Linked DNA regions of Ovis aries: all the other regions are linked to region 2. The links are chromatin contacts, called in public Hi-C maps. All regions are on one chromosome and are shown on one strand. Each heading gives the region's core, a stretch centred on a gene start, on an enhancer-like site or on the middle of the called end of the contact. The rest is flanking DNA. Distances are from core to core; before and after follow the strand shown. Region 1 overlaps CTNNA1 (catenin alpha 1). Region 2 has its middle 6.4 kb from the start of MATR3. Region 3 holds the start of EGR1 (early growth response 1).

Region 1 (4,551 bases), core at 312-2,811, 600 kb after region 2:
ACAAATTACATAAGACCCCGTAGATTATAAGGATTGTAGATTTCATGCCTAGTGAGAGAGAAGTGATTAGCAAGTTCTGCACAGAGTGAAATGTTCTGATTTTAATGGACTACTCCAGCTTCTGTGTTGAGAACAACCTGTATGAGGTAGAGCAGAAGCAAGAAAACCACTCAGGAACTATGACAGAGCTCACTCATGTCCCCCACAAATTCAGTCTCTCCTGTCACATTTTAGCTGGGCACAAGGCTACTCAGAAAAAGAACTACATTTTCCAAGCTTCCTTGCAGTGAAATGTAGCCTTGTGACAAAATGCTGGCTGATGGGATGTGAGTAGAGGGATATATGCAACTTTCAGGTCATGTTCTTACAGGAAGGGGTCTGCTATCTACTTCCTTCTCCCCTTTCCATCAGCTGGAATCTCATGAACATGACAGCGGCAGCTGGAGCATCTATCTTAGGCAACAGGATGGAAGTTATATGTTGAAGAACTGACAATATTTTTCAAGGAATTAGATAAGGAGACATAAAAAAAGAAAAAATCCAGGAATGACTCCAAAGTTTGGAAACTGATAGAACCCGAGTTGCATTTATTGCCATGGAGAAGACTAGGGTACCAGTGAGTCTGAGTGGACTATCATTGACATTCACATGGAGATGTCAAGTAGCAGCTGGATATGAGTATAATATTCAAGGGGGAGATGCAGGGCCTGAAGATAGCCATTTCGGACTTATTAACATATAGGTGATTTTAACATCCTGATATAGATGGGATTATCTAGGGAGGGTGGAGAAAGAAGAACAAAGCCATGATGACAGTCCTAGGGCATCAGAGGTAGGGGAGATGAGGAGACAGCACCGGACACTGAGGAGGTAGGGGAACTGAGAGAGGAACGTCCGGGAAGCCAAATGAAGAGGATGTCTTAAAAAGAAAAGAGTGAACATACGTGTCAAATGCTGCTGCTAGGATGAGTAAGAGGAGGACTAAGGGATCCCGCTGAAACGAGAAGCCACCAGTGACACTGACAAGAAGAGAATTTTCAGTGGGGCACTGACGACACGAGAGAATGAGGAGAGAGGAAGTGGAGACAATTCTGAATTCCCAGCTGGTAGAAATCATCCTAGCAGCCTAAATTCCACCCTTCCCATCACAGTCCCAAGCATTCTGAAGGAGAGGAGGGCACTCAGCAACTGAATCTTATCCAGCTCCCCTTACCCATGTGTCTGAATGACCCTGCTATCTCTCCTCTCCCAGCTTCTCTCTTCCCAGGCATCCCTGCAGCTCCGCTGCCCTGCTGGCTCCCAAGGCGGCTCTCAAGGACTACCTGGGCAGGCTTGGCAGTCAGGCCTGACACTCCTGGATCATAATTAGTGCTGCTGCTAACGATGTTTGGCCCCTATGGAACAGCGACCTGGGAAATTCTGATACTTCCAATTCTCCCCCTCAGTGCTTTCCCGGATGCAACTTCCCGGCCAGTGTCTGTGCTCCAGCCCTGGGCCCTGGCTGCCTCCTCACCAGGGAAAATGAAAGCAGTGTCTCAGATGCCATTCCAGAGGGCCTAATCAGTTAGCTGAGGTCATTTCCTGGCCATTGTCACAGCATTATCATATTAACACAGGCACACCTTCGGGGGAGGCAGAGAGGTTCCTGTGAGGAAAGGGTGAGGGCAACCAGGCCCTTTCACATGGTTCATAAGGAGCACCTCATAAGGAGCACCGCTAGTGGTGTGATGAGAACACTGACAACCAGAGAGAAAAGCGCCCACCCAGAAGAGCTCTGAATTTCCAGCAGAGATGCAGCTCATCCACCCACTCTTCCCTGCTGAGGATTATCTCTAGGGCTCCTGTCTCAGCAGTCAGAGCCTTGCACACTGTCCCGTGGCATCTTGAGGCTAGGCCTGGTCAAAACTCAAACCTAGCTCTTCTCTGCCCCTGCAGCTTCAAGCGTTGCCCTCTTGACCTGGAAAGTGCTCAGTTCAGAGTACTGCCCTGACCTCCCAGGTCTAAGGACTTTACTTCATTGCCCTAATGGGCCTCCAGCTCTCTAGGGCAGGGGCTAGGCTGGGCCCTGTGCCTCAGGGTCTTGGAGGAGAGGTCAGAGGGTTGCCTTGGGTTAAGAATATTGGGACTGACTGGACCTTGGCTTCTGCCACAGGGGATAAAAACAGAAACCAGCACCTACAAAGCACTTTGCAAATGGGAGACCAATTTAAAACCCTTTTTTTAAAATGTAAAATATACATAAAATTTTACCATCTAAACCATTTTTAAATGTACAGTTCTGTGGCATTAAGTACATTCACACTGGTGTGCAACCATCACGACCATCACTCACCGGAGCAGTTTCATCCTACCCAACTCAGACTCGGTATCCATCAAACACTAACTCCCTCAGTGTAGGGTGTTGCATATTTATCTCCTATAATCCTTATTGTGAGGTAGGAATTTTCTCCACTTTCTACCAATAAGGATACAATAATAGGAAACAGTGAGAAGACAGTGTTACCCTGCTCAGGGGCAGAAAGGCAGGGAGAGGGTTCGAATCCCCATCTGCCCAGTTCCAGGGCTCACCAGTGACTTAGTGGGAAAGGATCTGCCGGCCAATTCTAGAGAGGTGGGTTTGATCCCTGAGTCAGTAAGGTCCCCTGGAGAAGGAAATGGCAACCCACTCTAGTATTCTTGCCTGGGAAATCCCATAGACAGAGGAGCCTGGCGGGCCACAGTTTGTGGGGTCACAGAGAGTCAGACACACGTGAGCGACTGAGCGCTGGTGCTTTGTAGTTCCTCCCTTTGACCAGTCTAGGGTCTAGGGCCTTTATGGGAAGGGCATCACGAACAGACATCACTGATGACTAGTCACTTCACACATGATGTACACTCAACTGTAATGCAATGGAAGGGCTTCTAGCCAGCATGGTTTGTATTTCCCAAAGCAAGGTCAGCCATTATAAGGTCAAATGTCTTTTGACCACCTAACAGGACTCAGCAGGAAAGGGTTCCTCAGACATCCTTCTTTAACTTGGTTCAGTTCAATTCAGCCACTCAGTTGTGTCCGATTCTTTGCGACCCCATGCATCACAGCATGCAAAGCCTCCCTGTCCATCACCAGCTCCCAGAGTTCACTCAAATTCATGTCCATCGAGTCGGTGATGTCATCCAGCCATCTCATCCTCTTTTGTCCCCTTCTCCTCCTGCCCCCAATCCCTCCCAGCGCCAGGGTCTTTTACAATGAGTCAGCTCTTTGCATCAGGTGGCCAAAGGACTGGAGTTTCAGCTTCAGCATCATTCCTTCCAATGAAAACCCGGGACTAATCTCCTTTAGAATGGACTGGTTGGATCTCCTTGCAGTCCAAGGGACTCCCAAGAGTCTTCTCCAACACCACAGTTCAAAAGCATCAATTCTTCAAGCTCAGCTTTCTTCACAGTCCAACTCTCATATCCATACATGACCACTGGAAAAACCATAGCCTTGACTAGACGGACCTTTGTTGGCAAAGTAATGTCTCTGCTTTTCAATATGCTATCTAGGTTGGTCATAACTTTTCTTCCAAGGAGTAAGTATCTTTTAATTTCATGGCTGCAATCACCATCTGCAGTGATTTTGGAGCGCCCCCCAAAAAAGTCTGACACTGTTTCGACTGTTTCCCCATCTATTTGCCATGAAGTGATGGGACCAGATGCTATGATCTTAATTTAACTTGGTACCACTCTCCAAACTTGACTGTGTTCACTTCCAGGGTGCTGGGCCTTGACACTGCTCAGGGACTCCCCCTTTGCAGTGTGGAAAAATGAAAGGAGTCAAGGTGTACAGTCAGATGAACTTGGGTTCAGATTCTGACTCTGCTACTCTGCAACCCTGAGTCCAACTCACGGGGAAAGAGATCCCTTAACTCAACTCAAGCAGAGAAGTTTGGGCCTCTCAGGACCTCCAGGGGCAGTCACTGGAGCTGGGAAGGAATTTAAATCTAAGGCTCCTCAGCAACTGGAAGTCATGGCTCTGTCGTGTCAGGCTCCATTGGCCCCTAATGTGATTCAGCTCCACTGGGCAAATATGCTTCTCTTGTAGGATCTGATTGCTGCTGAAAACTCTTTACTTTAGGTTGAGGCTGGATCTTCGAAAAAGCAAAAGAGTTCCAGAAAAATACCTATTTCTGCTTTCCTGACTATGCCAAAGCCTTTGACTGTGTGGATCACAATAAACTGGAAAATTCTGAAAGAGATGGGAATACAGACCACCTGACCTGCCTCTTGAGAAACCTATATGCAGGTCAGGAAGCAACAGTTAGAACCAGACATGGAACAACAGACTGGTTCCAAATAGGAAAAAGAGTACGTCAAGGCTGTATATTGTCACTCTGCTTATTTAACTTTTATGCAGAGTACATCATGAGAAACGCTGGGCTGGAAGAAGCACAAGCTGGAATCAAGATTGCTGGGAGAAATGTCAATCACCTCAGATATGCAGATGACACCACCCTTATGGCAGAAAGTGAAGAGGAACTAAAAAGCCTCTGGATGAAAGTGAAAGTGGAGAGTGAAAAAGTTAGATTAAAG
Region 2 (4,799 bases), core at 2,289-4,788:
AGAATTCCATGGACAGAGAAGCCTGGTGGGCTACAGTCCATGGGGTCACAAAGAGTCGGATACAACTGAGCAGCTAACACTTTCACCACATATTGCTTAATTCCATACATATGAAAGTCCAGGATAGGAAAATCTATAAAGACAGAAAGAAAATCAGAGGTTGCTTAGATCAAGGAGAAGGGCTGTAGGATAGCTAAAAGTTATGAGATTTCTTTTTGAGGTGATGAAAATGTCGTAAAATTGTGGTGATGGTTGCACATATCTGTGAATATAATAGAAACCATTGAATTGTATATTTTAAATGAGTGAGTTGTATGGAATGTGAATGCTATCTCAATCAAGCGGTTAAAACACCAGTAGAAAGCATACCTGGGGACCTAAAAGATCTGCAGTTCTGATTGAAATAGTGGACCTCATGCTGCTGCTGCTGCTGCTAAGTCACTTCAGTCGTGTCCGACTCTGTGCGACCCCAGAGATGACAGCCCACCAGGCTCCCACCTCCCTGGGATTCTCCAGGCAAGAACACTGGAGTGGGTCGCCATTTCCTTCTCATTGCCAATTTTAAGGTCTAGAAAGGACTTTTTATTCTGGGCCCTGTGGCCTTTCAGAATTCTTTCCTCAATATACAGAGAAAATGCATTAGGGTTGGCAGCACAAACAGATGCAGATGGGTAGACTGTGCATTCTTCTATTCCCCCTCCCTAGCCTGCTTCTCTGATAGCTCAGCTGGTAAAGAATCTGCCTGAAATGCAGGAGACCCCAGTTCAATTCCTGGGTTGGGAAGATCCCCTGGAGAAGGGAAAGACTCCGCACTCCAGTATTCTGGGCTGGAAAATTCCATGAACTGTATAGTCCATGGTGTCGCAAAGAGTAGGACAAAACTGAACAAATTCCACTCCCTAGTTTGACTCCCTCATACTGTTTTGGTTTAACATTTATAGTATACCTACTGCATAGAAGGTATATGGACCTGAAAGAGCTGGAGTCTCTTTATTCTTTCCAGTGGCTGAAATTAAATTTTTAATAGAATATCCTGTATATAAACAGATAAAGTCCTTTAGAAAATAGATCTGGTACAAAGAATGGTTGCAAGACATTCTGGGATTCGAGTCTCCCTCTATGGCATATAGGGAAATATCATGGTGACATCAGCTAGAGCAAGACTAATTCCAAGTCCTTCTTAATTTTGAGCAAGTTCCAAGACTTGGCTCCCTCCTCACATGCTTCCAATCACCCCCTTCATTTGGTTTCTAGACTCAATTAGTGAGTCTATTTCCATACCCCTCATTTTCTCACCAACCCCACCCCCACAGTGTCCAAATTGGCCCTCCAATACTGAAACCATGTGCCGGAAATTCATTAAGCTGAACACATGGGAAATTACAGAGGAGATTTCACTTGTCACTTAGACTCAAATATAGAAAGTAATTTTAAAAGGACAGTGGCAAGAGGCTATTTTTATCTTGCTTGTTTGTGCTGAGTTTTCTTATCTTGCTGTCTCTCATTCTCTTCCTGGCTACCTCTACTCTTCCTTGCTTTTCTAAAATAAATGTTGGCCTTTTTAATCTTCATCTTAGTTTCTCTTATCTTGCATCATGGAGTCTTTTGTCTGTCTTTGTCATGCATTTATTCATTCATTCAACAAATATTGAATATCTACCATGTACCAGGTCCTGTGCTAGGCACTAGAAGAATACAGTGGTGAATAAGACAAACATGTCTTATTCCTTACCATTGTGGAGATTACAGTCTAATGAGGCAGATGACATCAGGTAGATTGAGTTCAGTCTGGGTCACAGAAAAACCTTCAGGGAGTTATTAGCACCTTTCTGATGCTAAGTTTAAACTGCAGTAAATGGGCCTGTGAAAACAGGCCAGATCCCAGCATGTTTGTGGGGTTAAAGAATACACCAAATTTATTATAAGGAATGCAAGACAATCAAAGACCCAGGTTTCTCTGTATTATACACAAGCCCTTGGGGTAGAAAGAACATGAATTTCACAGTGAAATGTGGATCTGATTCTGACTCCACTGAAGAAGGAATTCATAGGGCCTGGACTCTATCTTAGGCCTGTTCATGCTGATCATGCTCAGCCACCTTTCCAATGGACTCTGAACTCTGTGTTTAGTGCCTATGAAAACAACAACAGAAGGATAAGACCCCCTCAAGACAGGGGAACCTTGAAGATCATATCTAGGTTACTCATTGCCTAAGAGAAAACATAACGCTATCACCCCTTCCTCCAGCCAGGCCATAAATTTTTCTGTATCTATTGGAGTGTAACCTCAGGTTTATTGATTATTGGCTAATTGTTTGACTATTTGAGCACATGAGCACATAGCATGTGAATGATGGGGTTATTGGGATTGTATTTTCCTTGGTTTATGTAAGTCTCAAGGAATTTGGAGTGGTGGGTTTAGACACAAACACATAGGGTATAAAAGATTTTCACAAATGCTGGTTGGGGTCCTTGGCTAGGAGGAGACTCTGCCTTGGGCCCGCCAGTATAATAAACTGCACTCCACTATCTGCATTGTCCTTCTGAGTGAGTTTGTTTCCCAGAACGCTTGGCTACAACACCACCACTTACATATTAGCGGTTTGATTTCTGGATTTCAGTTTCCTCACTTATAAAATGCAAATTGTAATCTCTGCATTTTAGATTGTTGTGATGATTAAATAAGAGAGCATATATAAGGGACCAGGAAGGTGCCCAACATATTTGCTTCCTTTCTCATTACCTCCTTATCCCATCTTCTAATCTCACAATTACAAAAAAAAAAAAGTCCAGTCTCTCATTTGGTGGGAAATGAGATTCTTTAGTTGGTATTAACCACTTGTATAACCCACTCCAGTGTTCTTGCCTGGAGAATCCCAGGGGCGGGGGAGCCTGGTGGGCTGCTGCCTATGGGGTCGCACAGAGTCGGACACGACTGAAGCGACTTAGCAGCAGCAGCAACCAGTTGTATATCCAGAGAAATCAGTTACTACCAAGTGCACTATACATACAATTTATGACAGATTACTTCCTTATTCTGGGGTAAAGAAAAGGCAATAAAAATAATGAAATTATACAAAAAGATGGAAATAAGGTGTAACAAAGAATTTCTTGACTGTGAGGGCTGGAAATATAAGTGGATGCCTGGGACAGCTACAGAATTTTTTTTCTAAAAATATCTGTTTAGACTGGGCTGGGGAAGGCCGATCCAGAGGTAAACCTGCTAACCTCTTCATGTCCCATTTAGCCTAGGGAATCTTTTCAAGAGAAATTGCAGTTCTTCTTCCTTTTCCAAGCCAGACATGCTCTGGGGAGATGAATGCTGCCAGAAGGCTTATTGCTCACAAGGAAAGGAAAAATGGCAGCTGCCATTTCAGGCACTTAATAAGTACACCAAATTGAGAAGCTGTTGATTTGGTTTACCTGATTCCTCCTCCCTGATAAAGAAGAAATCTCTTCAATCAGAGGTTCTTTGAAACTGAAAAGGAAGCCAGAGCTCTAACTGCGGAAATTGGCAGAGGCAGCGCTCAAAGGAATAAGCCTGGCTCAGCAGGCAGCACCAGGATTCCTGGATTCGCTCCCCCACCCCCACCCACAGGAAATTTCAGGTTGCCTTTGTTCTGCTGAGTTCTTTTCAAAGGAGATTATTTTAGTTGTCCTTTCCTCCCTTTACCACCAGTTTTCTTCTTTCTTCTTTTCCTTATTCTCGCTGCTTTGCTTCCCTCCTCTCTCGTGCCTCCTCCATTTCGTTTTCTTCATTCCTCCTCCCCCAAGTCTCCATATCAGCTGTTGGATCTCGTTGCCTGCCCCGCTCGGATTTCGGTTCCAAATACTTTAGAATTCCTTCTTGGTCTAAAGTAACACTGTTATTCTGCTAACAAAGGCGATACTCTCTATTTAGAGAGCAAGGTTCACCCCAAGTGTAGTCAGGTGCACTCGGGGAAAACCTTTCAGCAGAAGGGTTTTCAGAGCCTTTCATGTGCTAATAGATTGTGAGTGTCCATAGGGTTGGGGAGCTGGGGGTGCTTAGAATACTGGAATTCATTTTCCCAAACCTCTTGATCTTTTTTTTTCTCTACAGAGCATATCCTGGGTCAGGTGGTCTTTGGAATACAGTTCAGAGACACTTATGTGTTAGATTTTTTAAAAAATGCTGTAACATTCATTATCATTTGATTTTTACAACTATCCTATGATAGGACAGGGAAATTATAATAGACTTATTTTATAGATAAGTAAAACTGAGGCTCAGAAAGATTACACGCCTGGCTCATAGTAACATAGCTAACCAGCAAGCAACAAAAAGCTAGGTCTTCTTATTTATGGGCATACTCTCCCTGCACTGCCTTGCGCTTAGCTGCTCAGTTGTGTCTGACTCTTTTCGACCCTTTGAACTGTAGCTTCCTGGGTTCCTCTGTCCATGGCATTTTTTCATGCAGGAATACTAGGGTGGGTTGCTATTTCCTTCTCCAGGGGATCTTCCTGACCCAGGGATCGAACACATTTCTTCTGTGTCTCCTACATTGCAGGTAAATTCTTCACCCACTGAGCCATTGGGGATTTACAAATATACAAAGTATGAAGTTAAATAGGTTACTGAAAGAATAAGAAGAGAACATCAAGATGTCATGGTTGTTGCTGTTTAGCATGTCCAACTCTTTTGTGATCCCGTAGTCCACCAAGTCTCCTCTGTCCATGGGATTTTGCAGGCAAGAATACTGGAGTAGTTTGCCATTTCCTGTACTGTGTTTAAATATAATATATATATGATATCAACATATGGCATGTAACATATGATA
Region 3 (4,549 bases), core at 391-2,890, 740 kb after region 2:
ATGAGCTGAGACTGGTAGGTGCTGTTGAGGGCCTTCAGGTCCTGGGAGCCCGACTGTGTGGCAAAGGCCTTGATAGTAGAGAGAGGAGTGAGCGAAGGCTGCTGGGTACGGCTCTCCACGCCCTGGAAGGGCTTCTGATCTGGCGTGCCCAGACCCAGGTCCCCCTGCTGTTGTGGAAACAGATAGTCGGGGATCATGGGAACCTGGAAGCCCCCCTTGGCACCAGGGTAGGCAGGAGGTGGGTACTGAAGGGCAGGGCCTGCTGAGCCCGGAAAGGCCTGGCCTTGTGGCTCAGGGAAGATGTCAGTGTTAGGTGTGGGGAAGGTGGGTGCCGCGGAGTAGATGGGGCTGCTGTCGTTGGACTGCACTGCGCAGCTCAGCGGTGGGCTCTGGGAGGCTGAGGAGGAGGCCGCTGGAGACGATGCTGAAGATGAGGTGGCCGGTGGGTTGGTCATGCTGACGAGGCCGCTGACCAGACTGAAGAGGGGCTCAGGCCACAGGGTGTTGCCACTGTTGGGCGCAGGCTCCAGAGAGAAGCGGCCTGTGTAGGTGATGGGGGGCAGCCGGGTGGTTTGGCTGGGGTAACTCGTCTCCACTAGAACCTTCTCGTTATTCAGAGAGATGTCAGGAAAGGACTCTGGCAGGAAAAAGAGAGGGAGGAGGCCTGGTTACTGGAGAGCAATCACCAGAGGACGCGGAAGACCCACGCTGCCAGACAAGAGGTCGGGCCAGCTACCATTGACTCTTGAGCTGGTTAATAATTGATAACAGCAGATTGAAATGTTCCTGGACCATCTCCAGACGCAGAACCCATTTCAACAGCCGCTGACGCAAATACGGAGAATCCCCTCCACTGCAGCTCCCAGCGCTCCGCAGCGGCGGCTGCGCGGGCAAGGGATTCCCGCCAGTACCCCCGCAACGGCCGCGGCCAGTGCGCACCCCCTACCCCGGGCTGCCGGGACATCCCGGGCCAAGGATCCCGGCCTTTCCTCGGGGATAGCGGCAGGCTAGGCAAGCCTTTCTGGAGGGGGAGGGGGCGCAGCAATGTTCGTCAAAACAAGCTCTCCCTCCTCCATCCACCCACGCAGCCCCACAGCTCTCCATCCAAAACAAAAGCTGGCTCCTCTGCGCACCGTTAAGGACAGGGTGGGGGTGGAGAGAATGTCTTCAGGCAGTCCTCTAACACAGGACCCTGGGGATGTGAGAAATGGAAGGGAAACCCCACTTGCATCCCTGCGGCGAAGGGGGAGCTGCAAAGGCCATGGGGAAGAACCGGACGCCAGAATGTCGGCGAACTGGCTAGCCCTAGGCGTAGGCCACAGCTTACCTGCGGTCAGGTGCTCGTAGGGCTGCTCGCTTGCCTCCCCCTGAGGGTTGAAGGCGCTGCTGCTGTTGCTGTTGCTGCTGCTGCTGCCGCCCCCTCCACCTCCACCGCCCCCGCTGCTGCTGCTGCTGCTGCTACCGCTGCTGCCCTCCGAGGCCCCGGCGGCACCGAGGAACTGGGGAGCCCCATTGCTCAGCAGCATCATCTCCTCCAGCTTAGGGTAGTTGTCCATGGTGGGCGAATGAGGAAAGGAGCCAAAGGGGTCGGAGATCTGTAGCGGGGACATCAGCTGCATCTCGGCCTTGGCTGCCGCCATCCCGGACCGGCGGGCTGGAGAGCTGGTGTTGGGGCGGGTGGGCGCAGCCGGGGACCGAAGCTGCGGGGGACACCTCTCGGGGGCTTGGCCAGGTCACATGCGGGGCGCGGGGCACACTGTGAAGAGCGCAGGCGGGGTCCCCAGGCTCGCCCTCGCCGCCGGCCGGTGTAGACGCGGCGCTGCTACCGAGGCTGGGGTAGGGGCCGGTCCTGCGGCGGCGGAAGCTGGCGGCGGCGGCAGCTGGCGGCGGCGGCTCCCCAAGTTCTGCGCGCTGGGATCTCTCGCGACTCCCCGGATCCGCCTCTATTTGAAGGGTCTGGAACGGCGCGGACCCGCCTCCGTCGTGACGTACATGGCCATATATGGGAGGCAGGAAGCCCTAATATGGCAAGACCGGCCGGGAGGACCCAGAGTGACGTGAAGCCCCCTCTCCAAGAACTGTAGGCACTGCCATCCCGCAACCTGGGCCCCACGCCGGCTCCCGCACCCTAGGTGCCCAGGCTTCGAGGAAATTTAGTGCTCAAGCCGCAGCTGAGGACTCCCGGACCGAAGCTGCTCAGTAGTTCCCAGCGTTGCCCCCGCCTCTTCCCTCCGCCTTCTTCCCTCCTCCCGGAGCCGGAAGCAGCCAGGCCATATCGGGGCGCTCCAAATAAGGCGCTGCCCAAATAAGGATTGTTCCGGCGGGGGATCCTTCCTGCTCCTTATATGGCGTTTCCGGGTCTCTGCTTACTGCTCCCTGGCTCCCTCCCTCCTCCCTGGTTCCAAGCCGGGAGCCCAACGCGCGCGGTAGAGCCGGGGACGCCCAGGCGGGGAGGGCTCCGGGCGCACCGCGGTTCCCCGGCGGGGACTGGGCTGGGAAAGCCCGGGCCCTGGGCGGGGGCGAGGGCGAGGAGGACTGGGGTTCTGCCACCGTCATCCAGGGCTCGCCCGCCCACCTCTGGGACCGTGGGAGCCGGGCTGGAGCTAAGGGGAGGAGTGGCTGGGCTGGCCAGGGCAGAGGCCGCCCAGGAGAGGCGGGGCCCTGACCCCTGGCCTCGACCAATGGCACGGTGCCTTTCCAGGTGTCGCGGTGGAAACTGAGGCTTAGGAAATAATAGCCAGATGGTTCCTGTGCAGTGCGATGGGCCACCTGCTTCTCCGCCATCTGCCAATAGAATGGGGTTGTTGGGGCCTCGGGATCCCTCTGCGCCACCAGAACCGAAAGGCGATTCTCTGGTTCCCTCTGGGGGAGAGCCCACGCTTGGGTGGCTGGACAAGGGAAGCTGATTGTCTCTGGAGAAACCGGAGTCCTGTTCCCACCAGGAGCTAGTGGTCCTTGGGATGGTGGGAGACTGACCCACCTTTATCCAGAACAGGTGATCGGGGGCGAAAGTGTGGGAATCTGAACAGCAGGCTTCCCTACGGACTGTCTGGGGACCCCCGGCTGGCGAGAAGAGAGATCTGCTTAGCGAGTTGGTGCTGCCCTCTGGAGGTCCCCTCTCCAGCTCGGTTCCCCCGGCCCCTGGCCGAGTAGGCTCTTCGCCGTCTTCTTGCTCCCCCCTCCCAGCTCCTGTGCTGGGCGCTGCGCCAGGCGCGGGGAGCCTTAGACGCAGTGAGCGCTAACTGAGCAGGCGCCGCAGCCTGGGCTCCCCCTGCAGTCCCTGGGGAGCCGCCACAGCCGAGGCTCGCAACTCCCCGGCGGGGTAACACTCCCCTCCTCCAGCCAGGCCACGGTCGAGGGTGGGAGGAGGGTGCGGTTAGGCTGGCAAGGTTCCAGCAGGTCTCCTGGGAGCTAGACACAAACTGGGAAGCCCTCCCCATTGCGTCCCCGCTCCCCCACTCAAGTGCGCACCCCAAACAGAACGGGGATTCCTGTTGGGGAAGGCTTCTGGCTCTAGCTCTGAATCCAGGGGAGATGGTGTTTTTCTGAATTTAAAAAGAAAGCAGAAAGTGTGTGTGTAGAAGGAGGGTGCTGACGACACTGGGAGGAAATAGGGGGCGGGTTAGGGTCTCCCTGAACCCAAACAGCTTCAGGAAGTCGGGGTTGAGGGTGTAAAATGGGGGAGGAGGATGTAACTATCTTCGGCTTCATCCCTCTGTATTCTACACACACATAAATCGGCTTAGGGAATCCAGCAGTGAACCAGGGCTCCCTTATCTCTGTTCTCTAAATCTGAGCTCCCCATCCCAAATGCTAGGACCTGGTGGGTGCCAACTCCCACCGGATACCGAGCTGTCCATTAGAAGCAAAAGCCTCCTGCAGGGCTGAATGGCCAGGCCAGTCAGAGTCAGATGTGTTGTGACTGAATGCCCATTTTGCTACTGCCTGGTGGGGTACCTTGGCCAGGCTTTTCTTATCTCTCTTCAGCTGTAAAACAGATCTAATGTTAATGATGGAAGGATTGTTATAAAGACTGAAAATTTACATGGACTTCCTTGTGTGAAGTTCCAAAACACAGTGCCTGCCTTGCAGTTGACATTCAGCAAACAGTGGCTATTGCTGTTTTCTGGGGCTTTTGACCCACCGGGGTTGCCCACAGTTCACCCACCCATCCTCAGCCCCCAAGTAAACCCCAGTGACCATTTTCTGAAAAGTTGTACAGAGAAGGAGAAACATTCCAATCCTAACACAGGGGCCATTGTCCTGAAGAGCTCATCTTAATCCTTCTTGCTGCAGTAGAACATTATTTCATAGAGCAGAATTTTTTTCAACCTTGACTGTGCACAAATGGAACTCTGAAAAAGAAAGGTTTTACCCTAGGCTGACCGAATCACAATCTTCCTGAGCTCATGAGGGCCAGAACTGAGCAGAGACTTCCTAGGATTCTTTTTCTGTCTCTGGAGAGCTACCCAGGCTCTGAGAGTACATATTCCTCCCCCAGCCAGGGCAAACTGGTTCCCCTATAATTCTAATGTGGAAGTTGACCCAC

What was found. Hi-C and Micro-C count contacts between places; a contact is called where the count stands out from the background.
Region 1: a Hi-C map of liver shows a contact between it and region 2, with 2.7 times the contacts expected there. The contact joins two enhancer-like sites. A contact is called at or near these places in 7 of 16 Hi-C or Micro-C datasets (hypothalamus, liver, muscle and 4 more).
Region 3: a contact with region 2 is called in a Hi-C map of liver, with 2.8 times the contacts expected there. The contact joins the promoter of EGR1 here to the enhancer-like site in region 2. A contact is called at or near these places in 2 of 16 Hi-C or Micro-C datasets (liver and tail adipose tissue).

The regions. Positions count from the first base shown.
Region 1 is chr5:47,636,166-47,640,716 of ARS-UI_Ramb_v3.0, reverse strand. The region is part of intron 4 of CTNNA1 (catenin alpha 1); the gene reads right to left. Among named protein-coding and RNA genes, the nearest start is that of TRNAC-GCA, 15 kb to the left of the region's middle. Within about 2 kb of position 1,561, at least 6 of the 54 cell types and tissues checked have an H3K27ac peak or open chromatin away from gene starts, as enhancers often do. A contact at or near this core is called in liver, where this site is marked.
Region 2 is chr5:48,241,515-48,246,313 of ARS-UI_Ramb_v3.0, reverse strand. No RefSeq gene overlaps it. Among named protein-coding and RNA genes, the nearest start is that of MATR3, 6.4 kb to the left of the region's middle. Within about 2 kb of position 3,538, at least 5 of the 54 cell types and tissues checked have an H3K27ac peak or open chromatin away from gene starts, as enhancers often do. A contact at or near this core is called in liver, where this site is marked.
Region 3 is chr5:47,496,195-47,500,743 of ARS-UI_Ramb_v3.0, reverse strand. EGR1 (early growth response 1) reads right to left here and starts at 1,640. Exons shown (of 2, transcript NM_001142506.1): 1 at 1,328-1,640; 2 at 1-637. The coding sequence starts at 1,640.